Linked DNA regions of Mus musculus: region 1 is linked to region 2. The links are chromatin contacts, called in public HiChIP or PLAC-seq maps. All regions are on one chromosome and are shown on one strand. Each heading gives the region's core, a stretch centred on a gene start, on an enhancer-like site or on the middle of the called end of the contact. The rest is flanking DNA. Distances are from core to core; before and after follow the strand shown.

What was found. HiChIP or PLAC-seq counts read pairs in DNA pulled down with a chosen protein or histone mark.
Region 1: a BATF HiChIP or PLAC-seq map of CD8 T cells shows a contact between it and region 2, with 23 read pairs. The contact joins two enhancer-like sites. A contact is called at or near these places in 1 of 15 datasets of contacts at CTCF or cohesin (CD8 T cells), 3 of 484 Hi-C or Micro-C datasets (B cells, embryonic stem cells and liver), 6 of 115 datasets of contacts at active chromatin or transcription factors (CD8 T cells, the HPC-7 cell line, T-cell acute lymphoblastic leukemia and 3 more) and 2 of 9 other capture datasets (liver and pancreatic islet).

The regions. Positions count from the first base shown.
Region 1 is chr6:108,538,515-108,542,132 of GRCm38.p6, forward strand. It overlaps Itpr1 (inositol 1,4,5-trisphosphate receptor 1), which reads left to right. Exons shown (of 62, transcript NM_010585.5): 61 at 3,389-3,550. Among named protein-coding and RNA genes, the nearest start is that of Gm44040, 4.6 kb to the left of the region's middle. Within about 2 kb of position 2,162, at least 19 of the 459 cell types and tissues checked have an H3K27ac peak or open chromatin away from gene starts, as enhancers often do. A contact at or near this core is called in CD8 T cells, where this site is marked.
Region 2 is chr6:108,629,104-108,632,811 of GRCm38.p6, forward strand. All of the region lies in intron 1 of 0610040F04Rik (RIKEN cDNA 0610040F04 gene), which reads right to left. Among named protein-coding and RNA genes, the nearest start is that of Bhlhe40, 30 kb to the right of the region's middle. Within about 2 kb of position 1,613, at least 75 of the 459 cell types and tissues checked have an H3K27ac peak or open chromatin away from gene starts, as enhancers often do. A contact at or near this core is called in CD8 T cells, where this site is marked.

The DNA.
Region 1 (3,618 bases), core at 912-3,411, 90 kb before region 2:
AACATAGGGCGTTAGAGAGCCTGACTTAGAGGAGTTTACTACCAGCTTGGCCTTGGGGCCTCTATTTGCAGAGCAGTAACAATCACAAATGAGCCTAGGGCTGCTCACTATGCATGCCCCACACCTAGTAAGGTGGACTTTCTTCTCTCACATCATCATTCTTTTTTCTTTCCTTCATTCCCTGACTCACACTTAGTTCCTGTCTCCTTATTCCCGATGCTTCCTTGGGCCACTGTACAGCTACGGTCCAAGCTACCTTGTCTGACTGTAATAGTCCTCTCTTCTGCTCATGTGACTCAGTGCAGCCTCTTCTTTCTTACCTAACACCTACTTTCCTCATTTCCTGGCAGGCACCTGGAAATGGAAGACCCGCTTCCTAATTAGGTGTCCAAGGCAAACATACCTACTTTTAAAGAGGTCCCAGGACCCAGATGCAATGAACATTATCTGTGTGGCCACTGCACCATGCTTGGCGCCACACATTTTTCCTACAGTTTATGTTGATTTTGTTATACTTTTAGAGTGCTTTCCTGCTTACACACACGAGCCCAAATGACTCTTAAGATGTCCACCCATATACTCTGCTATAATGATATAGAATTTGTAAATACAAATTAATTCCTAAGATCTTATTTGAAAATGGGCTTGATAATGACAGTAAGATTTGGGATCTTTGTTCTCCTTCTCTGGGATCATTCTACAAAATTTAATAAAGTGAGGCTGGATATCTGGGGCTTTTGATGGGTAAGTTGGCCTCTAAGATCCCTCAATCGATTTGGGTACATGACTTTGTCAGCCAGTCCCCAGCATCTGATCCCTTCACAGAAGCTGGTTTACCCTGATGAGAGAAAGCTCACTACCCAGCAGCCACATGCTTCTGTCTTCTGAAATACAACATTCTTTTCTCCCTCAGCATTTCATCCCGTGAACTAAGATGGTTTTATGTGTCTGAGTGACTGACACAGGCCTGTAGAGTCTCAGCAGCAGCAGGTCACTGAAGCTGCTCTGTAGATAACAGATTACAGGCAGAGAAACACTTCAGCGTTTTAGCTAGTAGCTTTGAATCAGAGTATTTTATGGGCTGATCTTTTGCCTGTCGCTCTGTTGAGAAATTTACTAAAATGAATGTGGGGTAGTATAAATGTTTATCAGGGGATATAGCAGGGTAGACAGTGCCATGTTTTTCTTTCAGCAGAAAAGAAACATTGTAAGCAGCTCATGTTTAACTATTTAAGCTCATGTGAGTAGAGTCGAGTCTGTGAAGGATCCCTCCATGCTCCCACAAACACTGACTGTCAGCTTTGGTCTAGTCACTCCATAGAGCTGGGTCCAGCCCCTCACCTTAAACAGTAGTGAGCGCCTAGGAATTCCTTCGTGGACTCCCCTGATGTTTTACATTGTGATTTGAGCTGGGGATGTAACTCAATTGGTAGAATGCTTGCCCAGAGCCACCGAAGTGGACATGGCAGTACATAGCTATAATTCAGCTGTCAAGAGATAGAGGCTGGAGCATCAAGAGTTCAAGGTCAACTTAGACACAGTGAGTTTGAGGCCAGCTTGGGATACATGAGATCATGACTCCCTTCCCCCACCAACATACACACACACACACACACACACACACACACACAAAGATGTGCAAGAACATGGGTTGCCTTCTTTATTTTGAACCAGGTCTATGAATGGCTTCTCCTGAAAGATCACCTTAACTGATCTCAACTGATATATCATATTTAGACTTAGGTCTCTCAAGATATGGACACCACTAGTTCACAATGCAAACCCAGTGAGCCACCAGCACTTGTAAATAATGGCTTTTTTTTTTTTAAGCACACAGCTGCATCTTTCCTTTTCCATCATGCTCATAGATATCTTGAAGAGGGCATATGGTTCATAAAGACAAAAGTAGTCTGTGTCAGAAAAGACTGGCTCCCAGAGAAATGCTGGGAACCCATAGTAGATCATTGTTCCTGCCTACAGGGGTGTTCTGAAAAGTGTGCAGTGTGTATTGATAAGATCAAAGTGGTCCAGGTGAGAAGACAGCGGCTAGGCCCAGAGTGAATCAGTTCCCCTGGATCTCTGTGCATTCCTGCCCCGAGTATGAGGCATGCTGTTCAGGAGGGAGGCATCATGGGAAGAAGGAAGTGAGGTGAGAGAAGGAAAAGTCCCACTCTGCTAACCAAAGGTGAGAAAGACCGTTCACACGTACAGGCTGAGACACCAAGAGGATGGAGCTGGGTGGGGCATGTGGCTGAACTGCCCAGCCTTGTACAGTGAGCAGCATCTGTCGCCTACTGAAGGCTGGAAGGAACGTGGTGGTACCTTCCAGAAGTTCACAAACTGGAAATGGATTCAGGAGCCCATTGCCTCGTCTTCAGTCCATTAACAATCCCTTTACCCAAGGAAATTCACACATGGCCTTTAAAATGCCAGAACAGGAAGGAACTTAATGCAGGTTCCCCCCAGCCCCATGTAGCTCCTTTTAAATACAGTGCAGTGTGAGGTACTTACAGTGGTCAAAGCCTCAGAGAAAAGATGGTAACATCAGGGGCACATAAAGGGCGCGGGGTTTCAGTTAGGAAGAAGGAGTGTAGGAAGCCTGGTGTAGGCTATGCAGCAGTGTGAATGTATTCGGTGCTCCTGGGTTGTGACTTAAAAATTACTGTTTCTTCTGCGTGTTCTTATGCCCCATTCTGAAACAAAGTTTGTCAGTCATGTAGCTTGGCAAAGCTAAGAGCCGTAGTACTACAGACAGAAGCTAAAGAGGCAGTGTCCACTGCTCAGCTAGGAGCTTAAACTAGAAGCCTACTTTCCCCTTACATTCAATTGTACAGCAGTTTCCTCTTCCGGGAATTAAGAGCTCCACCGTGTTGACTGCAGCTTCTCTAGGCTAGGGAGACGGCTCAGTCAGTAAAGTGCTGGCCACAAGAGCCCGAGGGCCTGGGTTTGGCTCCCCAGAACCCACGGAAGAAGTCAGACCAGGTGTCCGTATACCTGTGCTCCCAAAGAAGCGGGGATCTCTGGGGTTTGCTGGCCAGGGAGTCTAGCCAAGTTGGGGAGCTCACATGAATAAGAGTCCTTTTCTCAAAATAATTAAGTGGGGTCAAGCATAGTAATCTACACCTTTAATCTCAATGTTTGTAAGTCAGAGTCAGACAGAGACCTCTGTGAGTTCAAAGCCAGCCTGATCTACACACTTTTGGGCCAGTCAGTAGTACCTAATGAGTACTGTTTCCAAACCAAACCAAAACATAAACGAACAAACAACATATGGAGAGTTAACAAGGAAGACTCTGATGCCAGCCATGGGAGGATGACGGGAAAAGATAACTCTTTTCCGTTTCCACCCTCAGAAGTGCCTCCCTCTGTTTCTCTTTGTGAATTCTAGGAAAGAAACCTTGATTGGTTCCCCAGAATGAGAGCCATGTCCCTGGTCAGCAGCGATTCTGAAGGGGAACAGAACGAGCTGAGGAACCTGCAGGAGAAGCTGGAGTCTACCATGAAGCTGGTCACCAATCTTTCTGGCCAGCTGTCAGAACTAAAGGACCAGGTAAAGGGCCAAACCCCCTCACCCACCCCCCACCCCATCCTCACTGCGGTCTCCCATCCCAACTCTGG
Region 2 (3,708 bases), core at 363-2,862:
AACTAATACTGTATGCCACCATCCTATCCTTACTAAAATTTCCCTACCTTATTCACAATCATTCAAGCTACCATAAACAACAGCAACAACAAAATCTAATAAACTAAGTTATAATGACATGTCTTAGTGTGGTGTTTACGGGTCGGCACGGATTGCCCATTAGCACCCGTGTTGAGAGCAGTCATTGAAAAAGATGCCTTAATGAGATGAGGCTACAGGCATTTAGCAGTGTTCAAAAGGAGCATGGGAAGGGGGGATTCAGAGGAGAGAGTGGGGACTGAGGTGCTGCCCAAGTGTCTTAGTTACTTTGATTGCCTCTATGGCAAAATACCCAAGGAAAGGGTTAATCTTGGCTCATAGTATGAGGGCACTATCATGGTGGAGAAAGGCAGCTGATTATATTGTGTCCATAGTCAGCAGGCGCCAGAAGGTGATTTATTCTCCCTCCCTTCTTTTTATATTCTAGTTGGAGATCATTGATTATGGATGGTATAACCTGCATTTAGCATAGGTCTTCCTTGCTCAATTAGCCTAACCTATAAATGCCCCCCCCACACACATACACACACAGAGACATGTCCAGAGGTTTGTGATTCCCCATTCCTATCAAATTTGCAGTAAAGATCAACTACTACAGTGCCTACGGAAGCCTGAAACAGAGTAATGAGTAGCTCATTAGACATGTGGCTAGTTCAAAACAGAGATTGAGGCAGGAAAGAGAAGACCTGGGAGTGAACATAGAGGTTGGGTTGGTACCTGGAACTATGAGAGCATGAGGACATCCCAGAAATGGGCTCTCCATTTCACTTCCACTGTTGCCCTATTACTCAGGTCATTCCTGGAGCCTCCTAGCTTGTGTCTCTATGACCATTTCCTCCACTTCCATCCTCCTTCCTCCTCAGCAGCCAGGTGAGTCCTGTCCGTTAGATGACCTGATTCTTCTCAAACTCCCTAATGAACCCCCATAGACCCCATCTCACCAAAAAAGAGACTAAACACTGCTACTGGCTGGTGAGCCCTGACAGCATCCAAACTCATTATTTCTGACCTTGGTCCTAAACTTCACTGCATGTACCCTCAGGGCATCCTTTGTATTTTGAGCCCTTGTAGATTTTCCCCTTTGGGTCTTTGACCTGCTGCTCCCTCTGCCTGGAATCTTCTTCCTTTAGATTCCCATGTGTCAGTACTAGTCCCCTTTTGAGGCTTTTGCGCAAAGTCAGCATCTCAGCATCTGGGCATCTTTCTTTAGATTGCCCCTCCATCCCCCTACTCTCATCTGTACCCCATTCTTCTCCTGTATTTCCTTTTAAAGTGCTTATTGCTGGCTGGCACAATAGCTCAGCAGAACAGTGCTTGCTTTAAATACACCAGACCCTAGATTCAGTCCCTAGTAATGCCAAAAAAGAGTAATAATCAACTAAGCATTTGTCACCCCAGCTTTTGTGATAATTTGTTATCTATCCAAGGGCAGAGATAGATTTTTACATTTCCTTCACTAATGAACCACTAATGGACACAGACAAGTGCCTGATATACACGAGGGTAGAGCTATATTAACTAGATGTGGCATGAACTCTGAGAGAATCCTGAGGAGCTACAACTGTTGGGCAGAATTTCCAAAGGGAAATTGACAAGCTCTTTCCTGTGTCTGGTGATTTGAATGAGATCTCCCCCCAGAGTCATACTCATTTGAATATTTGGTCCTCAGCTGGTGGTTCCATTTGGGTAGATTTAGGGGGGTGTGGCCTTGCTGGAGGAAGTATACAACTGGGGGTAGGTTTTGAGGTTTCAAAAGCCACACCCATCCCCACTTTGCTCTCAGCTTCCTGGCTGTGGTTTAAGATGGGCACTCTAAGCTTATTGCTTCAGTCACCATGCCTGCCTGCTGCCATACTTCCCTGGTGCAATGACAAGACAATGACAGTTCCCTCTGTAACTGTAACCTTTTAAATAAATCCTTCCTTCTATATGTGTCTTGGTCATGTGTTTTATCACAGCAATAGAAAAGTACACTATGAGAGAAAACAAAGATTATGAGATTTCAATAACTAAGAAGTAGCCAAAAGTGGCCAAGAGTCAGATGACTGAGGAGGTGTTCTAGAAACCTTTGTTGGGTTTAGCAACCAAAAGGATGTGGGCTTGGTGAGAGAATCAATGACACATACATAGCTACCATAAATTATAAATGTTTAAGTAGAAGTAAGAGGGGAAGAAAAGAGGAGGAGGAGGAGGAGGAGGAGAAAGAGGAGGAGGAAAATGAGGAAGAGGTTATCATTCATTTCAGATGCTGCTGTCTAACAAATCCCCAAACTAGATGAGTGAAGATGGCATCTCTTTCACTATCTCTCAGAATCCTGTGGTTGATTGAGTTCAAATGAGCCCTTCCATTTTAGATGTCAGCTGGTGCAATGGCCATCTTGGGTACAGGTCGGCATCATTTCCTATAATGGGCCAACCAGCACATATTCCACGTTTTGTGTTATAAGGTTTGTCCCATGGCTGTATGATTTTAATGTTGTCATGAGAGAATAGCCTCAGAATATATACAAATGATTTGACAAAGCTAGGTTCTAATAAAAGTTTATTGGCAAAAGTCAGATAGTAGGTAGGATATGGCTGAGCACTACGTATCCCTTACCCTTGACTGAGGAGCTCAATCTGGGTTGGTACATCTAAGATGGCTCGCTCTTGAAGCATCACACGAGTGTTCACATGCCAGGGCTTCTTACAGCATGATGGCTGGTCCAAGGGTAGAAAGAAAAAGTTGTCAAGTTTAAGATGAAGCTTGCATAGCATCTCTTCCATCACCGGTTAAGAAGAACCTCAGAGATAGTCTGCATCTGGATTAGGCTGTTATGTGAAGATGGAAAGGCCAGGAAGCAATGGCAACTACTAACATTAGCAGAGGACCACACAATTCAGTTTTGTGTTTCATCCTGTCTGGAGCTCCCACCAAAGGGACAGTTTGGGTGACTGGTGATGTCACCCAGGGAACCTTTTAAGAGCTTTTTCTTAATACCCCTTGAAAGTGAAGATGATTTATTATTTTAAAACAATTCTATCTCATTAGTCTGAGAAACTGTAGGTCTTCTGGCTTGAATCCTTGAAACTGTTCTTTCAAATATTCATCCTCGGGCCAAAAAAAAAAAGTAAGAGAAAGGTGTTATGATTAGACATGTGATGGAATCCTGTTCATTCATAGAAATTGCAAGTTGTCCTCTAACTTCTACACAAGCATCATGGCACAAATGTCAGTGTGTGTGTGTGTGTGTGTGTGTGTGTGTGTGTGTGTATGTACACATACTGCATACACACATACACACAAAATAAATGTTTTTTTAATCACCATTGAGCAGAAGGTTTGTATAGCAGAAGTTTGGACATGATATCACATGCAGTACTTATTAACTACATGGATAAAGGCCATCATTTTATTAATGGACTTGGCAAATATTAGATGGTTAATGATCAAGGTAACATCACTGATAACTGCACACACTGATATCATGAGGCCATGAAGGCTGTGCTAAGGAAAACACAGTGTTCCGGCCACAGACAGCTATCCTAGTCAAAGAGAATCCCATGTCTCAAATTAATGCCCATTGACAAAACCCTGGGATTCAGGTTCCAATAATATCAATGGTGAAAAAGACAAAGAGATGAGACCAAAGAAACCAGGCCACCAAGCTCAATGTGTCATCCTGACTC